Linked DNA regions of Callithrix jacchus: region 1 is linked to region 2. The links are chromatin contacts, called in public Hi-C maps. All regions are on one chromosome and are shown on one strand. The core of a region is the stretch at or near the end of the contact, and the rest is flanking DNA. Distances in the headings are between cores, read along the strand shown.

Evidence for each region. A called contact is a pair of places that touch in the nucleus more often than the background predicts.
Region 1: a contact with region 2 is called in a Hi-C map of skeletal muscle, with 2.2 times the contacts expected there. The contact joins two enhancer-like sites. A contact is called at or near these places in 3 of 3 Hi-C or Micro-C datasets (induced pluripotent stem cells and skeletal muscle).

What each region holds. Positions count from the first base shown.
Region 1 is chr11:32,498,361-32,505,244 of calJac240_pri, reverse strand. It overlaps LOC108592841 (a long non-coding RNA gene), which reads right to left. Exons shown (of 2, transcript XR_001913136.5): 2 at 3,596-6,460. Among named protein-coding and RNA genes, the nearest start is that of NPVF, 340 kb to the left of the region's middle. Within about 2 kb of position 2,489, at least 1 of the 16 cell types and tissues checked has an H3K27ac peak or open chromatin away from gene starts, as enhancers often do. A contact at or near this core is called in skeletal muscle, where this site is marked.
Region 2 is chr11:32,239,748-32,246,771 of calJac240_pri, reverse strand. No RefSeq gene overlaps it. Among named protein-coding and RNA genes, the nearest start is that of NFE2L3, 300 kb to the right of the region's middle. Within about 2 kb of position 4,746, at least 4 of the 16 cell types and tissues checked have an H3K27ac peak or open chromatin away from gene starts, as enhancers often do. A contact at or near this core is called in skeletal muscle, where this site is marked.

The DNA.
Region 1 (6,884 bases), core at 1,240-3,739, 260 kb before region 2:
CCCTCTTGAGCTGATCACCTTCCATCAGGCCCCTCCTCCAACACTGAGGCTTACAATTTAACATGAGATTTTGGCAGGGGCACGGACCCAAAGCATATCAGGGTGCTGGTATCTTTGCCTTCAAGGAGCCTCATCTTCCCTCCCTTGGTACTCCTTCCTTCAGAGTGTCTCTCTTCATGTCCTATTGCTTAAAAATAATGCAAAAGACAGGAGTGGGTTAAGGAGAAGTTATAAAATGGTCATTCACTCTTACTTTTTTTTTTATTTTTGAGAGAAGGTATCTCTCCGTCACCCAGGCTGGAGTGCAGTGGCATAATCTCAGCTCTCTGCAGCCTCCCCCTTTCAGGTTCAAGCGATTCTCCTGCCTCAGCCTTCCAAGTAGCTGGAACCACCATGCCCAGCTAATTTTTGTATTTTTAGTAGAGACAGGGTTTCACCATGTTGGCCAGGCTGGCCTCGAACTCCTGGCCTCAGGAGATCTGACTGCCCTGGCCTCCCAAAGTGCTGGCATTACAGACTTGAGTCACCACACCTGGCCTTAAATTTCTTAAATATTAACTTTGAACACTGGAATTGTGGGCTTTGTTAAAATGAGTACTTAGGTAAATTTCTGTGGAATGCAGTACTCATTAGCTTCAAGGAAAATACAACTCAAAGTTTAAAAAACTGAATTCAGTAGGTCAGTAAGACAGACATGATTATTTCCTTTGACTGGCACTTAAGGCTCTAGCACTTAATAAATCTCCTAATATCTCTGTTATCATCAGGCCTTTGTCCTGCTCAGCTGCAGGCGCAGTGGTTCTCCAACATGGCGCTCACCCTCGCTATCACCTGGAGGACTGGTGAAAGTCCCCATGGCTGGGGCTCATCTCCTGAGTTCCTGATTTCTTAGGTCTTGGCTGGGACCTGAGAGTCTGCATTTCTAACAAGTTTCCAAGTGATGCTGCTGGTCTAGGGACCACACTTTGAGAACCATTGATCTAAACAAATGTCACTCCAAGGGCCACGTGCAGATGTGAACTAATTGTTACTGATCTGCAACAAGGTAAGCACGGAAATTGAAAGTATAAATTTGAATGTTTTATAATTTCACACTTTTATGGCTTCTTAGTGCATGATCAGTGCACACACATCATTAAATAGGGGATAGATGAGTTCAGAGTTGTCACATTTGCATCATGAGGCATATGTGGGGCAAGGTGCTGCGGGAGCCCACATTTCATTCTATGGCAGATTGAAAACATAAAACACTGGTCATTTACCATGCATAGCTTGAGAACCACCACTTCCTAAACCATCATACTATATTGCCTCATTATTTAAAAAACAAATAAATGGCTAACACACAAATGAGTCAGGTTCATTTTTTTCTCATATTGTATGGGAGAAGTAGGAAGAGGAATGGGCCAGACCTTGGCCTGGCACCCACTTCCTCAGGAGGCCCAGGGGAAATGGACAGGGCTGAAAAGACTGGCTCCAAGTGTGACACTACACTCATTCTGGGGGCAGGTCTGAACGGAGAAATTGACCAGTCAGAATTAGGATGCCCATTCCTGCTTGAGGACTGAACTGAGTAACCACGAAGGTTGGATGCTTCCCAGTGAGGTCAACATGTATCCCTCAATTACAGGCAGTCAAGGTGGCTTGAAATCCAATACAGAAGATTCTCAATTGCCACAAGTTACCTAAACCTGAGGTCTGGGAAACTGACTTACAGCCTGGTCTTGAGCATGACTGTGCCTGCAGATGGAGACCAAAAGCAGCCCTGGCCATATCACACCTGGTAAGGCAGGCTCAGGAAAAGGGAGGGTTAGAAATAATCTCTTGATCTCAGCTACTTAGGCTGGCATTTTCTTTTATATCTTTAAACAGTTTTATTAAAATTCCCAATGATCCGATTCCTAATTATGAGGATTCAGCTGTTCTCCACCATCAATTGTAGGGTTCTCTTGAGCTGACTAGAAGGATAGCCATGTGAATGAGGCCTTCTCTGATTTTAAAGCTCGATGAATGTGCTCCAAATGGACTTTGCTAACTGTCTTTCCTAATGGATCTCCTGATAGCTCTACAGTTTTACTAGCAGCGATTTATTTTTTAATATTTTGCACTTCAAGCTCTGATAAATTCAGTGTTCCTTCTAAGCACTTGTACAAATTAGACTGCAGTCAGAGGAGTTCAGCATTTTTACATGTTCAATACACCAAGACCTGAAAAGCAGCTCATAGCTGTCTGCTTACTTCTCTGGTCCTCACTGAAGTCTGCTCTGCTCCACAGCCTTCCTTGGTTGGAGTCATCCCAAGAAGAGGTTTTCATTACTTCACATCTAGAAATAGACTTCAGCTTGCTCTAATGATCTCCAGTCACCAGTTTGAAGAGTGCCCTTAAATGTCCACTAGTTGCTTCTGGAACTTCATTCTTGCAGCCAAAGAACAAACTGCCCCCAAAGTGCTGCAGACTGGCTGACACACAGCAGTGCTACTGCCTGCTGATAAACATGTGAGTTTTAAGACCATCAGCAAGGAAACTGGAAAGCAGTGGGACATGAGGCTTCCCACTGGGGTCAAACTTGGGTTTGAATCTTGCTGTGTCATTTAGAATGCTTTTGATTGCAAGTAACAGAAAAACAAGTGAAACAGGTTTAACACCAAAACTTAGTGGCTGATATTGGAGCAGAGGAGGAGCACACTTCCAGGTTGGTTGGTCCAATAGCCAGTGGCTGCTTTACTCTCCACTCAGCTGTTTCAACTCCATCCTCAGACTGATTTCCCAATTCCCCTCAGGGCTACAGGCCGGCTCCAGCAACAAGTAAGGCTAACTGCTTACTCATTAAGGGCCAGCCGGATAAAGAGACGGACAACTGCTCTCCACCAGTTGTCACACTGCCAATTGGATTGACCACGGGAATGTCCTGCACTGATTAGCTAAGGTCTGGTTTATCTGAGCCATCCAACGAAACCAAAAGAAATAGGATTACCACAATTGTTTTAAATCAATCACAGTCACTCGATGGAGTTGAGGATGGAGCTAATCACACCAAACCAGAAGGAAGTGCACCTGGGGAAGAAGAAATGGCTACTGGGGAAACAAACATGACATTCATGATACTGGCTCCGCTGTTTGTGTTCTCTTAGCCTAATCTTTTAACATCTCTAAACCTCAGTTTTCTCATTAGTAAAACAAGATCGCCTCAGTATCGATCTTCCTGGCTGTCATAGAGATTAGGAAAAACATAGGATCATAAAGAGCTTTGCACTGGGCCTGGCACACTGTAAGGGCTCAATAAAAATTATGAGGGAGAAGATAAGTGAAGGGAGGTGCCCATTGCATTTAAACATGATACTCTTTACAAGGCTTATTTCAAGTGTCTTTTTCCTTAGCTTATGCATGTTCAGTGGCCATAAATGAACAACAAAGACTCTGTTCAAAAACACCATTTATAAAATGACTCATCAGGACATCATTTAAGTGAAGAAACTCAATCTAGGCTTTTCTAACACATGCAAAGAATATCTCTGAGTAGTGAGTTTAATACTACTACTAATAATAATGTTAAAACCCAAAAGATGAAATAAAGAAAATGAAGATAGAAGAGAGAAGTAGTTACAATTTATTGAGCATTCAGAGGTGTTATACAAAGCACTGTACAGGCATTGCGAGCCCTTGACATTAATTTTATTATGTCTCCGCCTTCCATTGTAGGGTCCTCTTGAGCTGGCTACAAGGACAACCATGCATATGAGAAACACATTTACAGAAGTTGAAGAGTTTGCCCAAAGTCAATAGCCATTAAATGAGAAAACCTGGATTTGAACCCAAATTAATATGACTCCAAAGTTTATTTCATGTTCTCTATACCAAAACCATTTGTAAGGGAGGGTACCCCATTCATTCATGTGTTTGTTCATTCATTCACTCACTTGAGCTCTCAACAGCTGGTCCCAGAGCCCCTGCCCCAGGTCAGACACTACTTGATGTTCGGAGAAAGGAAGATGAATAGGACACAAAGGTACTTTCAAGATCTCCACAGTGTCTACATCCTGGGACACCTGGCTTGTTTTTAGGAGTTCCCCAGGGCGAGCTGTGAGGGGCAGGGTTTTGTGCTCTTTTCTCAGTCAAATGAGAAGCGTTGGATCACTGAGGGTAATGGAGGCTGGCGGGGGGCTGCTCTCCCCGACTTCCCTCCACCATCTGCTTTTCCCAATGAGACAGTTTAATCTTGTGATATCTCAGGGTGAAAGCATTGGGACCTCAGAGGTCACCTTAACTCTCCATAATCCTGCTCCAAAAAAATAATTGTTTCAAAGGGAAATGGAGTGACCAGTCAGATTCCTCTATTTTGGAATCTGGACTAGACAACGTGAATGGGTCTCAATGTTTATACTGTCAATTCTGTTCAATTCATGCAGCTGTGCCAGGGTGGCTTGTGTGCTGCACATAGGGCTAGGTGCCAGGGATGCATTAATATGTCAGCATCACAGTGCCCCCGACCTGGGTACACAGGCTGGCAGAACAGACAAGCAGATAGAGAATATGGCATATATTCTAATAGATCCCTGCCTAGTATGCTTCAACGTGGCTGAATAAGTTGCTAAGATTTGTGTTACATTTTGGAAAATAAGTCCAGACTGGTTGGTAAATGCCCTCCTGCCTGCCCATGATCCATCCATCCACCTGCCCCCTGGATCCATCTTCTACCCTTCCTGCCCTGACCCTTTCTCCAGTATCACTCTCCTCCTGCTATGCACCCACTTGCCCATGACCCAAAAACTGAATCTTTTAAATCCCTCCCCAGAACCACAATAGCCATCTGTTTTGATGGGTCCACATCTGTGCCAGAACAGTAGTTAAATACTAAAATGTCACCCCTGAATAAAGACACATACCACAGGCTTCCTGGGAGTCCAGGAATGGGGAGAAAAAGTTGGGACCAACCAAAAGGGAAACTGCCTCTGAGAACACATACTGGTGGAACATTTTTGCTTCCTTGGATCTCTGACCACGCTTCAATTATGGTCCCAGCACTTCTCAAAGCTCCTCTCCCTTTTCTCCCATCCTGCAGCCATCCTGCTCTGAGGCTCAAGGCAGCTGCTTACTGCTGAAGTCAATCAAAAGGCGACAAGATGCGTCTCAAGCATGGGGCTCCCAGAAGTGGGGGCGTGCCTCCAGGGAATAAGCTTCTGTGTGCACTTTGGTTTTGGTTTTTGTAGAAAATAAAGGACAAGCAAGAGGCTGGGTTCCTTTTAATTGATGATGGAAACTCTAACCCTTAGGATGCTTTTGTCTGCAAGTTAAAAAACAGAAAGATTCAAATGACTTACCAGAAGGGAAAATTCAAAACAAGAGTAGTGTGGATCCCAGGCTTGATTCAACTTGTGTCCAGGTGACCTCAACAGGGTTCCATGTTTCTCCCATGTCTGTGCTTTGCCCCTCTCAGCTTAACTTCAGACTCAGTCAGGGCCCCTTATTGTTGCAAGATGGTGGGCGGTATACAAAATCTAAAAAGCTGTATTTTTCTGGTATTTCTGTCCTTAGAAAGAGGAAACCTTTCCCAGATGTTCCCAGTTGGTGTGCTGGTCTATCTCATAGTCAGAAAGGGGTCACATGTTCACCCCTGATTAATGGCCCATGAAGGGATTGCAGCAATAATTGCTGGCTTTTAAAATCAAGATTCTCCCTTAGAGTTGGAATAGGAATCTCTCTCCAAGTTTCACGGGGATCTGCTAGCAAATGAATGTCATGGGCAACCAGTAATTGATGCTACTAGAACCTACTGGAAAGAAAAAGGCCGAATTAAAGCAGATGGTGTTGGTGAACAAGGTGGAGTGCATGAGAGTGTCTCACTAGCGACTAGAGGTTAGAAGCAAAGGGCTTTGGGGTAAGGAAACCTAATTTAGAGTGATAGTATTACCTGGGCCATTGTTGCAGTTATTTATTACTATATAACAAGCACCCAAACTTTGGTAGCTTAAAACAACTATCTATTATTGCTCACTGTTCAGCAATCAGTTTGATGATTCTTCCAATCTGGGCCAGGCTCAACTGAGTTCACCTGGATTCTCTCCTATGTCTTCAGGAGGCTGCTTGGTCTAGGACAGTCTCTGCTAGAATGGCTTATTGGCTCCATGTGGTCTCTCATCCTCCAACAGGCTAGTCCAGGCTTGTACATCTGGCAGCCCAGCAGTTTCCAAGAGAAAAAGCAGAAGAGTAGGAGGTCTCTTGAGACCTAGGCTCAGACCTAGGACACTGTCAGCAAAGCCTGGTTCTCTTGTCCAAACGGAAACCATAAGAACAGTCAAAAGCTGTGAAGTCACATTGTAGAGTGTGGATTCCAGGAATAACGAAGAATTATAACCACTTTGCAATCAATCTACCGCAGTGATATTTGAAAGACCTTTCTCTTCTTTGTACCACAGTTTCATCACTTTTCATATGGCTCGAATAAAGGTATCCACCTCAAAGTCTTGAGAATTAAATAAGAAAACACATATAAAGTACTTAACATAGTGTTGGGCTCGTAGTAAGCATTAAAAAAGTATTAAAGTATTAGCTCTCATTATGTTTGCGTATTGATGATCACAACGCTAGTTTATATTAATGCTTATGATGATACCGAGTTTCTGTCCGCTGGATTTTAACTCCCTTTAGGATATACATCTAGTGAAACTGTGTCCAAAAAAGTCTAGCCTTTGTGGAAACACTTGTTGGCAGAGCAGAAGGCTACTGATCAGAGTAGGGCAATTGTTAAGAGTTCCCCATCTGCCTCCCCACGCTGTTTGGTGAGTATCTTTCTCCTTAGATTTTTGCTGTGCTGGCTGCTGGGGAGCTCCCTGAGCTCCTCGTCTGCTCCTCAATTGGAACTCTCTAGGGAAGCATAGTTTCACACT
Region 2 (7,024 bases), core at 3,497-5,996:
AGGGGACCTGGTTGCCCAGAGTTGAGTTGCCTACAATCATGGAAGGAAGGCCGCCAATATGAGGGATGAGGATGGTCACACCGTAGGGTGACTTTTCCATAAAATAACTTTTTGTTCTTGTCACATTTAGTGAGCTTGTTGCAACGCCCACCCTACCAAAAGTCACTGATTTTCCATAAACCATGGTTCAGTCATGTGATATATCATCCAGATGCTCAAAATCATTCTTTTTTTTTTTTTTTTTTTTTTTTTTTTGAGACGGAGTTTCGCTCTTGTTACCCAGGCTGAAGTGCAATGGCACGATCTCGGCTCACCGCAACCTCTGCCTCCTGGGTTCAGGCAATTCTCCTGCCTCAGCCTCCTGAGTAACTGGGATTACAGGCACGCGCCACCATGCCCAGCTAATTTTTTGTATTTTAGTAGAGACAGGGTTTCACCATGTTGACCAGGTTGGTCTCGATCTCTCGACCTCGTGATCCACCCGCCTCGGCCTCCGAAAGTGCTGGGATTACAGGCTTGAGCCACCGCGCCCGGCCCTCAAAATCATTCTTATAAAGAGCTTTTAACAACAAATACAGATGCTTGTGATATAACATTAAGTGAATAAAAGCAAGATATACAAGGGCATTTGCAGTCTAATGACAACAATGAAACAATCTGCATATGCAGACAGAAATACCCCAAAACTTCAAAAGGTGATTATCTATAGGTTGTGGGATTCTAGATGATTTTTGCTCTTTTCTATACCTTGTCTTAAGTGTTCTATAATAAGTATAGATTCATTTTTATAATTCAAAATATATTTTTAAATAGAATAAAATCTCTAAAAGCCATATTTCAAAGGTCACATATTCCTTAATCATAGGCTTGAAGCCTCAGAGGTAAAATGGCACTGTTCAAAATATACACCTGCTTTAGAACCTATTTTCTTCAATCTTTCCTCTAAAACTTAAAATTTCATAGACCTTCATGGAAATGTGGGAGAAAATCTGTTAGTTACTTTGCACATGCACCTGGACTGTCTGGAACTGGTACTCTCCAGTGCAGTAGCCACTGGCCGCTGCGGCTGCAAGCATCAAAAGGTGGCTGTTCCAGACTGCAATGAGCTCTGAGAATGAAATCCACACCACTGTCGACTACACGGGAAGGGGGGAAACATGTAAAATATCTCAATAATAATTTCATACTGATTACATGTTGAAGTGATATTTTTGAGATACTGCATTAAAAAGAAAGATACTATTAAAATAATTTCACCTATTACTTTTGTTTTTAAATATGGACTCTAGAATATGTAAAATGAACTACATAGCTCACATTAGAGCTCTTTTGGATTGAAATGCTTCAGAAAAAAATTCTGCAGAAATGTGCTTCGGTTATCCATCTATCATCTTTCAGAAAGACGCAAGATCGGAATACGCAAAGATTGCTCACCCAACCCAGATCTGTGGCCCCCAGTAAGATGTATTCTCCTGCCCCTCTTCCAAGTTGTATTACACTTTTAGTGGTCAGATGATTTCAGTTATTTCCAAGCGCAGACGAATTGAGGCCAGTTTGAGGAACAGCAGTTACAGGCTGCACCTAACAATCATCTTGCCTTTCTTCAGAGGGACACAGCCCAAAGAGCTCAGGATTCTCTAACTCCCTCACATCTGCCTCTGTTCCCATGGATTCACTCACACATCTGTGTAACACTTCATTCAAAGGACACAGTCCCCATTTGAGACTGCCTCAAATATTCACAGCTCCCAAAAGGCCGTGCCAAAGAACTTTCCTCCATGTAGCTGTAGGCCAGCTCTCAAAGTGCCCTTGGTGTGTGGGGACTGAAAATTACTGCTCTTCAAAAGGGCAGGGGAAAATGAAAGGAAGGATTATATCTGCCTGAACTGCCAAACCAAACTCTGAGAAGCAGATTCTCCAGAGAGTGACTCAGGCCCACATGATGTTTGTCGGGGATGATGTTTTCACTGGAAGGTGAAGTGTGCCTTTGGCTACCTGGTCAAAGGCTACTCAACTTTTGTGGCCAGCCCACCCCACAACAAACATGTACAAGGTTTCTTGTTTCTCCCTGCTCAGAGCTGCATTCTCTCTCTGCAGCAGTCATTAGAATAAATAAAACCCTTATAATCAACATGAGAAGAAGAGGACATATTTTTGTAACACAGCAGGGGAGGAGGGTGATTTTTTAAATACCAGGGACACCACAAACGCCACAGTTATTATGTCAGGACTCATGAGGTCAAAGTGAGTTAATAATTCCTGATTATTCTCTTAAAGATGACTAACACACAGCCCAATGCTAGCAGTTTTCATATTTTAATAATCTTCCATAGAGTTCTCTAATTTATTCAACCTCGGCAGATTCCATTTCTTCATAAAAATAAAGTCCTTTTCATCACAGAGGAATAACTTCAAGTTTTTCTTCAGGGGTGATAATCCAAAATCCTGACTCTGCCTGCCATACTACTGAGCTGTCTCCATTTATCTCTCTGAAATTTTTTGGCTTACAGATTAAAGCATTAGAGAAAACGAAACTACAAACATAAAAGAACGATAAAGATCATAATTTGTTTAATTTTTACATTCTTATTATTAAGACAATTTAGGAAGCAAAATAGCACTTCATCACTTTAAAATATACCCCCAGAATCACTACACTAAAGGATATTATAAAGGGTGACATTGTAAGAATGTTTAATTGACATGGTTTGGGGGGAAGGGCTGGCAGCACACAAGGAAGAATCGAATTTGAAAGAGAATTAGGTTAATTTTAAAATGTTATCCAAGTAATTACAGTCATTATACCTCCCTGTGGCGCAGCAAAGAGCTAAAAATACCAAGCTCTCCCGCAAATTTTCCAATATATACATACTGTTAAAACATACACATGTGCACACAAACACGTACAGTGAAACCAGATTTTGGAGTTTATCGCTTGCCAAGGTTCACCCCAGAGCAAATATTTACTGCGGAGTTACAAAGTTTTCCTAAAGGAGAACCAAAATGGAAGCGTTTACAGACGCTGCAAGTACTTTATGTGCTCAGGGGCCACAAGAAAGATATAGTTTAATAAAAACATTTATGGATTTTGAAAGCAAACACAAGCCAAGAGCCTTGCACATGTGGGAAAAGATGATATTTCAGCCTAACACGTCCTCTCTTGAAGATCTTTTGGCTGTTTGCAGTGAACAAACCCCAGTTTCCTCTGGGGCCCCGCTAATCCATATTGTAAACCATTCGCAGGAAACAAATGAAAGAACAATCCGACACTGCCCTCAGAGATAGCGGCCGGGATGCGGCTCGGCTCCACACGCAGACAGAAACTTCCCAGGATAGGCAAAGGTGGCTGCTGCACGAAGAAATGGGGTTGTCTAACCTAAACCTTTGCCACCTTCCTTTTCCTATCAGGAGAATCTCTCTCTTAACTGATTTCCTCTTCCTTCTCCCACCAACTGGGCTACCTCCTACTTCACCATCGCAAACGAACCTGGTATTTGCAAAACTTGGGAAAAGACACACCAGCCTGCAGCCCACTGTTTCCATGCCTTTTGGCCCTTGCTTTCTCCCAGGACCTGAGAATCCGCTGTGTGCCTGGCCTCAGAACCAAAGTTGTGCACTTCAAGTGAGCCTCGTGCACGTTCCCCGCATTTTGCTCTGCCACTAGGTTTGGGGATGTGCCAGCCCAGTCTTCATTAGTGTTTTTGTTCCTCATTCTTTATGAACCCCGGGCTGCATCCATCTACCTTGGCGCCAATGATCAAATGAGGGATCTTGAACTCACTCTGCGCCATTTACAAATCACACAAACTGGAAAAAGGAATTCACACCGAGTTTGACAAACTTTTGGAAAGCCTTGTGGAGCTTTGTTCCTCTATCCTTGGGCTCTATCGCCCCCTGGTGGCTTCTCCGAGAGAAACGCGGCCAGGGCTCAGCTCAGAGGCTCGGGTGTCCTGCCCCGGGGGCTGGAGCTGCTCGCTGGGATGCAGTGGGGCGCACTCGGGGTGGGCAGGGAGAGGACAGGACGAACGAAAATAAACGTGGAAGAAAAGGGAACTTGGCACATTTATCCGGCAAAAAAGAGTTCAGGCTTCTCCACTTAAAACAAAAGAACATTACAGCTGTCCAAAAAATGCAGACATCCTGCAACAGCCCCCTCTTTCTACAAACTAGAGACTAAGGAACAGAGAAATGATAGGACTGGCCCAGTCGCATCATCTGGTTGCTTATGGCTAATCTCCCCACCCCTGGTCACGCTGCTTTTGGGAGATGACAGGGTTTGGGGGTCCAAGCGGCCGGGAAAGAGTGATGGGTCAGCCTTATTCTGTTGGAAGACGCAATAGGAGATTTGTGTTCCTGGCCCCAACGAACCCGTAACTGGGTAGGACTGGGTGGAGCAGCCTTCAGGCCACCCCGGCCCCTCATGAGAACGCGCCGCGGCCCCCAGACCCTGGAGCGGCCCGACCCTGCTTCCCAGGCCCCGGGCAGGCGGGTGGCCAAGACAAAAAGCAGGCCCCGCGGGCGGTGCTCCGTGTTTCGGGAGGGCGGCGGTGCGCTTGATTGATGGATTCACCGCGTTTAACCCCCGCTGCCTCGCCGGAGGCGGCCGATCCAGCTGCGGCCGCCGGCCTAGGGTGGCCACCGGCCCGGCAGCCGCTTCCCCCGCGCCCCCGCCCCGGCTCGGGAGGGCGGCCCCCCGGGAGTGGAGAAAGGCTGATTTACAGCCGGCCGGACGCACTCTTGCAAAAATCTCTGCGGCGGGGGAAACCCACTCCCAGGACTCAGCCGGGAAGAGGCCCTGAAAGGGGAGCGGAGACCGGGCGCGGAGGTGGGGGCGAGGGCGCCGAGCCTCAACTTCCCGCGTCTGCTGGAAGTTCGCTCCGAGCGCCGGCAGCAGCGTTTCCCGCCTTCTGCCCACGTTTTCGCCCAGGAGTGGGGTTTTGGGAGAGGTGGGGACCGCGGCATCCCTCGCCCCGGGACCGTTGCCCCCCGCGCCCGCCGCCCAGTGCCCCGGCCTTTGCATCCGGCGCGCCCCGCGCCCCAGCGCATCCTCCCTGTGCGCGGGGGTGCGCCACATTCCCTCCTTGGGCCCGCCTTTACTCGGGGGGGCGGGGGGGGATGCAAAAGAAACTTAGCAGCGGAGACTCGGGAGGGGAGCTGCTAGCTCCCGAGCCCTAGGCCACGCCAGGACAGCCCACAGGCCCCATTTCCATCTGTTTAAACACTTTCTGTCCCGTTTTCTTCAGGGCAGAAGACAAACAAGAGCAAGATTGCCCTTTGAAACTTTAGGTTTTCTTTTAAAAAGCTCATTCTTTCTGCTCTCCCTTCTTAACCACCTACGGGAAATAAGCTCCCCCTAAAATTCTTGCTTTACTTCTTGCAATTCTTGCTCTACGTTTGCTATTGATGCCCTCTGATCTTTTTCGAGAGGAAAAAAATGTGCAGATAGTGAAATAAAATAAGAAACGCATGGTTTCAACTTGAACCGAAGAATCCGAAGTGTTGCTTTTAAACTAAAGAGTGTTACCGCTTTTTTTGCTTAGATGTGACTGGGCAGGATGAGTTTTCCTACAGCCTGCGAAGTTGGTCAAGGGAAACCAGGGCTGGTGAAATGTGCAGATTCTTGCCCTGCAGAAGGGATCTAGCGCTGGCCTAGAAAATTCCCCCAGTTAGGATGTCAGAGGAAGATATAAGTAAACGTCTACACCCTAATCATTAGTTTCTGACTAAGCAAACGTCCACCAACAGACCACAAAGCAACAGACCCAACAAATCCGCCTTCTTGTAAAATGAGGGCTTAATGACTGTATTCTGAAAGATGTTTTAAAGTAGACTTATTTTTAAAGGCTGAATGCAATTTTAAAATGCATAATTATAGGGTAGAATTAATCAAAAGTGAGTGTGCAATTCTGCTTGTATAAATGGGCGAAGAAATCATGAAGTTTCCCAGCTAGAGTGCTGTCGACCTGTAAAATGTAAAAATGTGCCTGTAAAGCTGTAAAACTTCTCACTTGAGTCCAGTATTTTCTTCTTTCCTCCCTTCTCCCCTCTGCAAATACCATAGTTCTTATTCTGGCCTTGATGTGGGGACAGCACGAACCCTTCTTCTCTTCCTGATAAACGCAAACGGAAAAGCAGACATAAAAGGAAAGGCAGATGAGAAGTGGAGGTCTCCACTTTCCAGGGTTCGACTCTCAAATCCCCCACTGAGGTTGGCAAAACAAAGATGCTGCCCCCTACTGCAGTGGCTTGTGAGTGGAAAGAAAGTCTTGTCTATCTATCATAGGGACCCCAAAATGAATTCCTAAAAAGCAACGCTGCTCTAACAGCAACTCGATCGGAAAGCAGAGATGCAACCTCGGCCCTGTGGCTCTGGCCAGGCTCTCTTCCCAGTAAGAACGCTCGCTGGGAAACAGTTTCCCCCTCGATTTCGGTTTAATTCCTAAGAAGTTCGCCGGCCGGGCAAACAGCACGCTCAGAAACGCAGCGGCCCCTTACCCTTATCTTTTTAAAGAGTGCTTAAGGTGCGCACCTCGCTTAAGGAAATATTTTTGCTAACACTTTCACTGGATGAGTATTTTACTCGCAAACTTTCCTAGGCAAAATCTCCAGAGGAAGTTTCACATTAAAGCAACAACCAACAAAGCTTATTTTTGTAATATGTGGCTTCTTAAAAGTGCCAGTATGTTCTCACTTCATTTGGTTATAAAATATAAAAGTGTTTGGTTTTCAATATTTCTAAATTACTTACAGGGTACAAGGTAGGGGTGGAGATGGCGAGAAGGGGATTCTTATGCCATCTGGCGGTGGCATGTGGAACTTCGCTGAATAAGCTAAATTTACTGACCATCTGTGCCTAGAGCGGGTTTCTCCAGGGAAAGGCTCTGTAAATCTCGTCCTTTTGAAATCCAACGGAAAACAGCCTCCTTCACTGAGGATTAATTTAAAGAAAGCCATTCCCTCTGTTGGCGGGAAACAGGGAAATTCTGTACCTTGAAAGTCTATTTAGATTTCTAGGTGAACCATC